Regions from separate parts of the Mus musculus genome. Here all the other regions are linked to region 1. A link is a contact called in public HiChIP or PLAC-seq data. All regions are on one chromosome and are shown on one strand. Each heading gives the region's core, a stretch centred on a gene start, on an enhancer-like site or on the middle of the called end of the contact. The rest is flanking DNA. Distances are from core to core; before and after follow the strand shown. Region 1 has its middle 22 kb from the start of Gm34087. Region 2 has its middle 21 kb from the start of Gm33390. Region 3 overlaps Fam169a (family with sequence similarity 169, member A).

What was found. HiChIP or PLAC-seq counts read pairs in DNA pulled down with a chosen protein or histone mark.
Region 2: an H3K27ac HiChIP or PLAC-seq map of embryonic stem cells shows a contact between it and region 1, with 7 read pairs. The contact joins two enhancer-like sites. A contact is called at or near these places in 4 of 484 Hi-C or Micro-C datasets (the N1E-115 cell line, bone marrow-derived macrophages and nephron progenitors), 5 of 115 datasets of contacts at active chromatin or transcription factors (all in embryonic stem cells) and 1 of 9 other capture datasets (embryonic stem cells).
Region 3: a contact with region 1 is called in an H3K27ac HiChIP or PLAC-seq map of embryonic stem cells, with 4 times the contacts expected there. The contact joins two enhancer-like sites.

What each region holds. Positions count from the first base shown.
Region 1 is chr13:97,598,745-97,602,517 of GRCm38.p6, forward strand. No RefSeq gene overlaps it. Among named protein-coding and RNA genes, the nearest start is that of Gm34087, 22 kb to the right of the region's middle. Within about 2 kb of position 1,542, at least 34 of the 459 cell types and tissues checked have an H3K27ac peak or open chromatin away from gene starts, as enhancers often do. A contact at or near this core is called in embryonic stem cells, where this site is marked.
Region 2 is chr13:97,318,103-97,322,422 of GRCm38.p6, forward strand. No RefSeq gene overlaps it. Among named protein-coding and RNA genes, the nearest start is that of Gm33390, 21 kb to the left of the region's middle. Within about 2 kb of position 2,534, at least 19 of the 459 cell types and tissues checked have an H3K27ac peak or open chromatin away from gene starts, as enhancers often do. A contact at or near this core is called in embryonic stem cells, where this site is marked.
Region 3 is chr13:97,103,019-97,107,120 of GRCm38.p6, forward strand. It overlaps Fam169a (family with sequence similarity 169, member A), which reads left to right. Exons shown (of 13, transcript NM_001100458.1): 6 at 3,936-4,102. Among named protein-coding and RNA genes, the nearest start is that of Nsa2, 33 kb to the right of the region's middle. Within about 2 kb of position 2,588, at least 14 of the 459 cell types and tissues checked have an H3K27ac peak or open chromatin away from gene starts, as enhancers often do. A contact at or near this core is called in embryonic stem cells, where this site is marked.

The sequences.
Region 1 (3,773 bases), core at 292-2,791:
TGCTTGAAAGCAGAGAATCCTGTAGGGCCTAGCAAAGACTTTTATCTCTCCGCTTCATTTCTCTAGGGAGTCTTAACTGCTCCAGATTCAATATCACCCTTGAGTGACTGGGAAGCAGCAAGTGGTCAAATTATTTTCACTGTCTGTATGGAGTCCCTGGTGTACCAGGAGGCCGATGCCTCCAGAGAAGACCCACAAATGACTGTCACGCACTGTGGGGGCCACAAGGAAGCAGTGTGCACACTGGCCTGGGAAAACAACACGCCAGAGTAACAGGGGTATTTTGCAAGCTTTTAGTTGATTCCTCATAAGGGCAAAGTCTAATTGCATCTCAGATATCAAAGTTGTGCTGCACAGAGCCCACTGTAGCCCTTAAAAAAATTTATGTTCTGTTTAGCAGGGCCAGCAGGTTCAGAGCCACGGTCACCGGCTGCCTAATTACTCTTGCGTGGTTCCCTTCACCCCACCCTTCCATTTGCTGCAGTCAAGAGTTATGGCTCTGATCATTCCAGGCTGTTTCTTGAACGTAACTGGAAATATTACACAGTGTGACCGCCTCCCTTCTGGGACTGGAATATGAGATATTGTGTAAGCTTGCCTCACATCCTTCAGAGCACATGGAGGTGGGGACTTTCTCCTGACAATTCCCACACTCTGTCCCCTTGAGTGTGCCAACCCCTTCTTGCAAGTCTGAATTCTCTTCTCACATTCAGAATGATAACAAAAGCACAGACCCAGTGGGCACGCTGGCTCTTAAAATCATGCTGACATTCAGAAAACGGAAGCAGGAAGAACATGAGTACAAGGCCAGCCTGAGCAAGAGAGTGAGAACCCATCATAAAAAAAAGACAAGAAGAAGAAGAAGAAGAAGAAGAAGAAGAAGAAGAAGAAGAAGAAGAAGAAGAGGAAGAGGAAGAGGAAGAGGAAGAGGAAGAGGAAGAGGAAGAGGAAGAGGAGGAAGAGGAAGAGAAGGGGAAGAGAAGGAGGAGGAGAAGAAAGGAAAGAGAAAAGAAAACCTGTTTCTTAGCTCTAGCATGAGTGGTCCTACTTTGCAGTCTCTTGAATTTTAAAAGACAGACACAGACATAACTGGTCCTCAACCATTGCTTCATACCAGTGGTCTTCCTCTTTAATACAGTTCCTCATGTGGTGGTGATCCCCAACTATAAAATTATTTTTGTTGCTACTTCATAACTGTAATGCTGATGCTGTTATGAATCATCATGTAAATATCTGATATGCAGATGGTCTTAAGCCCCTGTGAAAGGCTCATTCAATCCCCAAGGGGACTGTGACCCACAGGTTGAGGGCTGTTGCTTTATACCAATCTGAAGGCAGACATGCATCTACAAGCTGACCAATAGTAATATTCTGAGTTCTCACAAGGCAACTCTTTTGCAAAAGCACAGCATGGCCTGGAGCAATAGGCCTTTCTGTTTCAATAGCCAGGACCAAATGGCTAGGTCTAGGTGGATCCTGGAGTGCAGTCTTGGAACAGCCCACCAGGGCCTCAGTGCAGGTCTCCATGCTTTGTTCAGACATCTCCCTGCTGTGCTCCGAGAAGCTGTAGGGCACATTCATCCGCCCAGGCTCGAGGCCTTGCCTCACACTCGGCTCCTTTATCGTTTCAAGAGATTTGCACTGTGGAGGTCAAAGGGAGCAAGCCGGGCCAGGCCCCACCTCAGCACCAGCCAAAGTTGCTGTCAGCACCAGATGGAGAAATCGTCAGCCCAGCCAGGTAAGAGGCCAAGGGAAACCTCTGCCTCATCAGAAATACTTTGCATTTTTCCTCCTCTTTTTGCAGATGAGCAATGGTGAGAGATGAGTTCTGCCTTCTGAATGTGACTTCGTGGTCCATAGTGTAAGTGTGCATTATGCAGATGTTCTAAATGCATCAACACAATTCTCCAGAAAGCCCTGGAGACTAAGCTGCCTTGGGATTTTGCCACCGTAGGGTGCTCAGAGTCACACGAGCACACGGATTTACCAGTATGAAAATTATAGCAGACATCCACCAAGGCATCTGCTTTGCAAAGAACCTAAACACTAGATGCTATATCTTCTTGCATATCACCGCAGAATTAAGACTCATCTTTCTCCTTTCTGTTTATCCAGTCTGTTGGGTAAGTAGAATTGGCTAAACCAATGTTCTTCCCTTCATCAGCTCAAGTGACTTGTAGCTTCTCCCTCTTCTTTAAGGGAGGCCGTGCTGGCTCCTTGTTTTGGATGATTCTCTTGAGAGCCTTTCAAAGAGCCTGTTCTATTCTTTTTTTTCTCTCCACACAAGAACGAGTGCCATCTTCCTGCTTAGAGTGTCTTCCATGGTCTGAGGCCCACTGGAGAGCTTCCCTGGGAAACTTTTCCCCAGGTGTCTTGGGACATGAGGGAGAGAGACAAGGTAGAGAGAGGGGTGGAGGAGGGGCACCGGCTTTTATAGGAAAGTGGAGAAAACTCACCACACAGTTAATTAGAAAGTGCCATGAAGCAAGTCCAAACTTTATGGCTTTCCTAGAATTGATGACGGCTTCTAACTGGGCCTGCCCGCTCCCATGCAGGTGTGTGCAACCTCCAGGTCCATATGGTTTTTGGCTGCCCCGGGCCTCATTCTTTGTTTAGCCCAGGATCCTGTAACTGAATATCGCTTAATAACTTTTTGTAATAATGTAGCTTGAATCAGCTTCTAGGTCCAACCAACCTCTGCTTCCTACAGACTCCCGCTGTCTTCCTGGCACACCTGCAGGGAGACACAGCCCCTTGGTTGCCCCTAGGGCAATAGCTTACAATAGTCTTAGGCTTACAAAGAGGCAGCTGCGGGTTCAATGAGGGAGGAGGCCAGGGTATAGAGCTTACTCTCTAGAAGTAATTTGTTTCACTTAGGACCTGCCAGGAGGGCTGGAGTCCTGTGACTTGAAAAAAAAAAGCCAGAGTTTTTTTTACTAAAATAAAAAAAAATTATGGTAATGTATAACACACAAGCAAGCCCTGGCTTATACAATCTGATTTATAGGCACCCCTGAAGGTCCAGGTCACTTGGGAGCCCGAGAATGGTGGGGCCAGCCTTATTACCAAAGAAATTCTCTCCTTTCTCCATTTGTTGTGGTCCTGATACCCTCCCCTTCAACCCCTCTGCCCCACCTCCTTAACTAAGGGCATCACACTGGGAAAAGTCCCTTGTGGCTGCAAGTCAGACTCAGCTGGATTCCTGGTCTTAGTCCTGCAATGAGGCAAGCCTGGAGTTCCAGAAAGTGGGTGCTCATTTGATTCTTTTGGGTCTTTCTGAATTTCAGAATGTCTAAGGAGCTTTTGAAGGATACCGGTACCTGGTCTCACTGCGCTAAATAAAAAGTGTTCTGGTGAGTCCAGAGAGTCCTTGGCTGGGCAAATGATTCTCCTTGGGAACTCCCTTCAAGTAAGGTGCAGCCATGGTCACTTGTTGTGCTTTGACGTGTTTCCCTATGCCTTCTGTCCTCAGGGGTGGGGGTGGAGCTTGCTTGAGCCTATAGTGCATCCTTTGTGCCACAAAACACAAGAGCAGGTGATAGGAGGGAGGGAGGCACAAAACTGCACTTTGGTAGTTATCTAGGACTCTAAAAATAGACGCAGAATCAAGAAAGAAATAGACACATGTGTTCTGTCCCCAAAGTCCTGAGCAGGGAGCAGAGGGTCAGACATGTCCCAGAGGGTCAGCAAATGTTCCAGGAAGCCCTTACCCATGGAAGGATGCTGCCATTCAGCTGGACGGAGGCAGACTCCATGACCCTTTGGGGCTGGAG
Region 2 (4,320 bases), core at 1,284-3,783, 280 kb before region 1:
TGTCCTATAATTTCTGCTTGCTTCCGGTGACTCTAACACATATATCCAGTCAACAAGTAAGTCACGCCCGAGGCTTGTCACTACACACTATGAAAATGAAAAAAAACAGAGATGCATTTTTTTTTCAAGCTGACACCTGAGTCTTTCTTTGGTCAGGGAGAACTTGGCCAGGTGATGTTCGTTTTTTCTTGATAAATCAGAGTCTTGTGAGAGTGTTCCAAGGGATGGGAGGTGGCCGCAAAGCTCCCTCTTGGCATTAATGTAGACAAATGAACAGTGCTGACATTACCAAGGACTTTCCAGCTATCCCATCTCCTGCTGAGTGACTCAGTCATCACTGCCTGTACTGAAGGATCCACACCATGTGACCTCAGAAGTAGCCTTCTTGACTCAAAGGGAAGGATGAAGAAGGAGAAGAAGAAGAGAAAAACCACAGAAAACGGCCTTAGTTCTTTTCCTCTTGAAATCTCTGTATTAGTAAGTGGCAGGAAAGTATTTTCATGTCTGACAGAAGTGGGTGATCTTTCTCTGCCTCATCCCCCCCTTCTCTCTCATATATCCTAAGTTGACGGTGAACTCACTTTGTAGTTAAGAATGACCTTGGATTTCTGATCTTTCTGCTTCTACCTCCTAGGTGCTGGGATTACAGGCATGTCCCCACATCCATGGTCCCCACTAGAAAGGCAGAGACAGGAAGACTGCCCTCTCTTCCATCCTGCCTGGGTCACATTGTTCTGTCAGGCAGGGCTACATGGCAAGACTTTCTAAACCAAAGACAACACCAGAGGTTGAGAGATGGCTTAGCAATTGAGACTCTGTACTGCTCTCACTGAGAACCCGAGTTTGGTTTTCAGTCCCCACATCCAGCAGCTCACAACTGCCTGTAGCCTTACGTCCAGGGAATCTGAAGCCCTCTGGCCTCTGAGGGTAGTGTAGGCAAACTCACAAACTCATACTCAGGCACACATATGTACACATACTTTAAAAAAAAACAACTTTAAAAACAACAAACAAAAACTCCAAACAAACCCCGAACAGCAACAATAACAAAAAAGAAAAAAAAAAAAAGAAAAAGGTAGCCAAAGAACATATGCAATAATAGCACACACAAGATGGTTTCTTGGATCAGAGAAGAAGGTATCTGTGGCAGTCTGGCTTTGTAAATTAGGGTCCCTGGAAAAGTAGAAAATATTTGTGGAATTTGAAAACCTTTCATCATGGAAAATTTCAGACACACACACACACACACACACACACACACACACACACACACTTTAACCTCGTCCTTTCATTACCCACTCTATATCAGCACAAGGAGATAGTACTTTGAATAGTCTTTATCAGTCTCTCTCAAGTGGATTATCTTGCTGGACATATTAGACATAATTTTTTATCTGTAAATAGGTCAGTCAGTGTGTATCTGTGTAAAAGGCATGGTATTCCCCCCCCCCCACTCTCTCTCTCTCTCATCTACAGTATAACTACACCACCTAAAAATCCCACCATTTGTTCCTCAATGCTGTTAATACTTCATGCACTTTTTGGACAGACTGGTTGGGGAACTTTCAGGCTAGGGGAAGGGCAGGGAGGCACAGCAGGTCATTGGAGACCCTGTCCACACTGCTTCTGTCTGGTGTCCACAGGTATAATTAGGCCATGACCTTTGCAGACCCTCACACAGCAGCTAACTAATGCAAAGCCAAGGGGAGGGAAACATCCCAGACTTCCTGGCTTCGGGGAGTCTCCTTGGGTATGCTCCGTGCCCGCTCTTACTCTGGGTGGGCTAACCTGCACAGTCCCACATTATGGGCCAGCCTGCACTGCCTGCTTACAGCAGCTGTGGGCACCATTTGCCCGCCACATGGGTGGGATCCATGGCATTCTGAGAAAGTTTCAGATTGGATAGTAATTATGGAGTGGTGTTAGTCACAGAGGTTTGGGGGAGGATGCTAAGGTTTAGAGTGAAGGAGGGGACAGCGAGGACAAGGAGGCCTTTGTCCACCACTTGAACCACTTTAGCACAGCGTTCAGGGCAGATGGCCGAGATGGACCCCTGAGACGAGCTTCTTCACATTTTTTTTCAACTTTTCAGACAGAAGTTCCACAGTCCTACGCCTGGGGCTATCTGAAATATTGAACTAAATCCGTCAAAACCTTTTAGACCATTGTTTTAGGTTCATTTGTATTTTCTCCAAATTTGGGCCTAGCCACTACTATCAGTAATAATTGTGACAGGAAGTGACCTAGCATACATTTTCAGAGGTTTAATCCATTATCAGCATAGCAGGAAGCCTGGCAGGCTGCAGGCAGACATAGATAGAGCTGGAGAAGGAGCTGAGAGTTCTACATCCAGATCCATAGGCAGCAGGAAGAGAGCGAGAACCTCTGTGCTTGGCTCAAAGCCCACCCAACAGTGACACACTTTCTCCAATGAAGCTACATCCCCCCAACCCCCCACCCAGCAAGGCCACATCTCCTAATAGCACCACTCCCTGGTGACCAAGCATTCAAATCAGTGACCCTATGGGGGCCATTGTTATTCAAGTCTCCACAGAATCTCACTGTCTCTCTCTATAGGTGAAGCCTAGTGTCTGCTTAATTCAAGCCAACAAACGTAACCCCCCCAACAAACGTAACCTCTTCAAGCCCCGCACACCCCCCCCCCCGAATCCCCCCAAATCATCATCCCCCCCCCCCCCCCCCCCGCCAACCAAAGCACGACTTATCTTTACAGGATGTGTAACAATTTCCTCTGACTCATGAAGTCAGGATCAGGAAGCAGATAGCCTCACAAACCCGGAAAGCTAAAATATGCAAGACCCTCAAGGCCCTGCTCTGGGGTTGTAGAATCAGTTAACAATTGCTGCCTAGAAGAAACTCCCACTAGCAGGGACTCCTGGAGACTCTGACCCATCTGCTGAGCTACCTGCAGGTTGTGCAAGGAGTCCAAGAGTCCTCATGGGGCTGGGGTGGGCTGATTTTGAATCACCCAAGTTTCTCAAAGTAACCTATAAATGGATGGGTTTGCCATAGTGGACTTTGTGGGTTTGTTACTTGTCCGGTGAAATATCTTGTGTGAACAGACCTTTGTTCACATCTCCCCAGGTAAAGTTAATATAACAGGAACACGGCAACTCCTGGCAAGAATGAAAACTGTCCACAGATAATCCAATAACCCACTCTAATGCATCGTTCTTCTGGCTCCTCAGTATCACTGGAATAAGTCCAATTTCTCCATAGCCATTTGTTGGGAGCCATTAAGACAACACAATTGTCCTGATCTCTGAATTGGGCCTCCCCCCCCCCCCCGAGAAGAAAGGGGGGTCAAAAGCGGGCCACGACACACTGTTCCGAGAACAACCACAGGATGTTCCAGCCCTAAGTCAGTGCCAGATGTCCTGACCACACCCTGATACCACCAAGTTCCTGCTTCCCCATGTAACTGCCTAAAGAATGTGCAATTCTATTGCCCCACCCCTCCTGTGCAATTCTATTGCCCCACCCCTCCCACTGATAAGTACCTGTACTTCCCCTTTTGTTTGTGCAATTCTACTGCCCCATCCTTCCTGCTGAATGGCACTTCCCCTTTTGCTTGTGCATTTAAACCTTGGGCCTGGCTAATACATTGGAACCTTGATGCCACTCAGTACGTTTCCATGTTGTTATTCGCACAAGGTTCTCGTCTCTCTCTATCCCCCAATTTGGTTCTTAGGAGAAGGTCCCCTCGAGACCCTTGAATAACTGGACCTGCTGGACGGGTCGGCCATTATCTTCCAAACAACCATATGCCTTCTAGGTCCTTCCTCCCTCCCTCCCTCCCTCCCTCCCTCCCTCCCTCCCTCCCTCCCTCCCTCCCTCCCTCCCTCCCTCCTTCCTCTTTCTTTCTTTCTTTCTTTCTTTCTTTCTTTCTTTCTTTCTTTCTTTCTTTCTTTCTTTCTTTCTTTCTTTCTTTCTTTTTCGAGACAGGGTTTCTCTGTATAGCCCTGGCTGTCCTGGAACTCACTCTGTCGACCAGGCTGGCCTCAAACTCAGAAATCCACCTGCCTCTGCATCCCAAGTGCTGGGATTAAAGGTGTGCACCACCACTGCCCGGCTTCTAGATTCTTAAAACACATTCACTCTGTGAGGTGCCTGCGTTTCTCCTGCTTCTGTTGGGCACAGGATGGAAATGCTTCCTAGGTTAATGCTCAAGGCCTAATTTGTCTTAGGCTCCCATTTGTCAATTTCTAGCACAGATGACCGCCATTATCAGCCTTCCTTCGCAGGCTACTTTGGCTATAGTGCCACCATGTATAAGAACATCAGTCCTGACTTAACTAC
Region 3 (4,102 bases), core at 1,338-3,837, 490 kb before region 1:
GGCCTCGAACTCAGAAATCCAAAAACTTGTGATTCTAATGGGGAGTGTGTTTCAGCATGGGTTTTAGAGATAAACTGTACTCATACCATATCATCCTTCTTGTACAACATTTCTCAGCATCTTAGAAAAGGATGGATGTAAGCTTGTGGGACTGAAACACTGGAAAGAATAAAGTACAGTACAGAGTGCAGTGAATTCATTGCCTGAGATGGGCTCTGAGCTTCAGCTATCTGAAGATGAATTGTAATTATTTTATTTTAAATTAATAAAATTTAGTCTGTCTAAAATTTACAGTGTTGGGTAACTTGAAACATCTTCTGAGCCGGGCAGTGGTGGTGCACACCTTTAATCCCAGCACTTGGAAGGCAGAGGCAGGCGGATTTCTGAGTTCAAGGCCAGCCTGGTCTACAGAGTGAGTTCTAGGACAGCCAGGGATTCACAGAGTTTCTATCTTGAAAAACCAAAACAAACAAACAAACAAACACCTTGTGGATGATTGTGAGGGTAATTATTACTCAAGCCCAAACTAGACCCTTACCAAGTTTTCCTGAGTTGGTTTCTTTTAGATAGCTAACACTTAACTGACTCTGAAAACATGAAGAATGATTAACTAATTTGTTTTGGGTTCATATCATACAGTGTGGGAAAAATATTCCCCACGTTGACATGTTTATGAGATGCTAAAGGTGGTTTTAGGGCGGTGAAGGGCTACTTTTTTTTTTTTTTTTTTTTTTTTTTTCTTTTTTCCGGAGCTGAGGACCGAACCCAGGGCCTTGGGCTTGCTAGGCAAGCACTTTACCACTGAGCTAAATCCCCAACCCCAAGGGCTACTTTCTTGGCGGACAAAGAAGTGACTTGGCGAGAGGAGGAAGCTGCTCCCTCTGGCAGAATAAGCTTGTGATTTCTGCTACTAGATCTTGAGTAGTATCACTGAAGTGTTTATTTATGTTATTTTTAGGTGATACACAGATGAGGAATAGGAGAGGGAAGAGTAGGGGAAAAGAATAAGGAACACATTGAGAATAGTAAAAGCTCTGTCCTTGAGGAACTAATGGGCAGACAAGTAGGTACTAGGAAAAAGATCAGGTAAATTAAAGAGAGGGTATCAGAGGTGTCGGAGAAGCTATTTTAAATAGAGTGATTAGGAGAAGGTTTTCTGATGAGCTGATGGAGAAACAGGAAGTGTGAGTCTCAGAAGAGATTCCAGGTAGGAACTGAAAGTGGAGAAATCGGTTTGAATACTTCAGAAATTGCAGATGGCTTCCTAGCTTGGTTTATAGAGTGAGTGATAGAATTTGGAGAGGGTAGAGGTTGTATCTTCAAAGGTTTCTAGGCCAAAGAGCGAGTGAATCCTGCTCTGTGGTGAAGGGCAGAAGGGGTTTCAGGATGGAGGGTAACACCATCTTTCTTGCTGCCCCCTGACCCCCAAAAACCAAGGGTTTCTTTGTGTAGCCCTGGCTGTCCGAGAACTCTCTGGTGACAGACATTCGCCTGCTTCTGCTGCCTGAGTGCTGGGAGGAAAGGATGCCCCACCTCCGCCTAACTCCTTCATGCTCTTGGCAGCACTAGGAGTGCAGAGACAGGGTGCCCAGAGTGTGCAGGTGTTCTGTACAGTCCAGAGAATGACTTATAATAAACTAAGTCATGCTTTCAGTTTATTTTTATTTTATGTGTATGAGTGTTTTTCCTGCATGTATATATGTGTATCGTGTGTATGGTACCCACACAAGTCAGAAGAGGGAGTCAGATACAATGGAACTAGAGTTATGGATGGTTATGAGCCACCATATTGGTGCTGAGAGCTGAATGCAGGTACTTTTCAAGAACGGGTGTTCTGAAAAACTGATCCATCTCTACTCATAGTATTGGTTTTGAATGAGTGAGTTTCTAAGATAGATAGCAGAACACCTTTAAATAAGCTGGTTAAAATGTCTAGCAGAAATCAGTTGAGAAAGCCCACTGAGGCAGGTAACTAGAGTTGTTGATAAAAGTCTCCCATGTCATTCCACACCCCCACTTGAGGCTTCCAAGTAAAAGAATAAATAACAACTAACAGGTAATGTCATCAAATCCGTCAGAAACCCAGTGGGGAAGCACCGTTAGGGCTCCTAGCTGGAGTTCCAGATCGAGAGAGCCCCTGGCAGAGCAGAGTCTCCCCAGGAAGGCTCCCAGCAGAGCAGATGGCAGTAACAGCATCAAATCTGGAGCTCACAATAACCAGCAGTTAAGTTAGCTGGAGTTCCCTGTGAGCTTCTCTCCAGGGTAGTGCTTCCCGCAACTGAACTCCCAGCGTCTCACACTCTTACAGCATGGGATCAATCATAGTAACATCTCTTGGAAATCCGTTTATCCGTTTTAGTTGTTGTTAGAACATGATGTTTTTGTCCTTGAGCTGTTTTGTTCTCTTCCCTCTCTGTCACAGAGCTGGTTTTGTTTTGTTTTGTTTTGTTTTGTTTTGTTTTGTTTTGTTTTGTTTTGTTTGACTCTTTATTCATTCTTGTGGTGGGGGCACATGCCTAGACAAGGGGCCTTAGAGGATACTTAAGACAAACGTGTTTAGGTCTGAAATGGGGAGGGACCTCCGGAGCCAGCTTCTCCGGGAGCCGAAACAGCTCCTGACAACTCATCAGTACAGAGCGTGTCAGCAGGGTTGAGAGTGTAGCAACAGGGCTGCTTTGGAAGGCCTGGGATTGGTGCTGTGGCCTGGGCAAAGGAAACAAGGCCCAAGGCATTGTTGCTGCTCCTGCTGCAGGCTTTCTGATGGACTGTTGTAGGCTGCAGGAAGGACCAGGGGTGAGTGCGGGGCGCTTGGCTCAGAGAGACTGGACAAGCGGATGTCAAGATTCACTGAGAACATGTGTAAGCTTGAAGGAACATACTTTCAGACTTGTCTCTGCAGAATTTGATTATAAATGGTATACATCAAATGTGTACATTGCTATTTTATTTATATTTTAAATAAGTTGCATATTCATATACCACAAAATTTACACATTTCAAATGTATCATATTTTACCAGTTTTGTATCATTTTTATTATTACAAAACAAGAAAATCTATATACAAATGTCACTCTTATTTCCAGCCTTTGGCAACCATGAATCCATGGATTAATCTATGAATTAATCTAGGTCATATGTTGTGTGGCTTGTATCTAGCTTTTCTTTCTTTCTTTCTTTCTTTCTTTCTTTCTTTCTTTCTTTCTTTCTTTCTTTCTTTCTTTCTTTCGGCTTAATAGTCTTTTTCCAAGTCTCATATAATATATTGTAGTATGTATCAGTACTTCACCTCTTTGGAAAAATTAGATTTATTATATCTGTATTACTGTTTTGTTTGCTTGCCTGTATGTGTACCGTGTGCATGTCTTGTGCCCTAAGAGATCAGAGGTGGGATGGAGTTATGGATGTTTGTTAGCCATCATATGGGTGCTGAGAACCAATCCCTGACTCTGTGAGCCATTTCTCTAATCCAACTCTTCATTTCTTCTTATGACCAAATAGGATTTCCTTGTATAGTGTTCTAGTCAGACTTTTGTTGCTGTGACCATATATCTGAGCAAAAGCAATTGAAAGTATTTATTTTTGGCTCATGGTTTTAGCTGTTTCAGTTCGTGGAGCAGATAGAGAAGGTTAGGTTATGTCTAAAGATAGAGTGTAATATACATATAGTCATAGCCAAGTATGTACGTCATGAAATGTTAGTAAGCTACTTGTCCTATATTACTGTTGGCAAACATAAAATAACAGCTATTCTTATTATCACACATACATTATAGAGTATAACAAAAGTTACAATATACTTTATTAAAGAATATACACATTTTTGGTGTGCTTTTTTACTTAAGGGAAAAGCTATTTTCAGAAATGTTAACTCGTATTTACTAAATGTCCATGTAACTTACTGTGTAAAATTCTTTGGTTTCTCTTACTGCTGCAGGAAGCTTATGTGCCTCATTTCTTACTCAGAATTACCAACTGCCAGTTCTTGATACAATGTTTATAAGGAAGAAATACAGAGGAAAAGATTTGGGGCTTCATATGCTGGAAGATTTTGTTGATTCCTTTACAGAAGATGCACTTGGCTTACGGTACCCACTGTCTTCT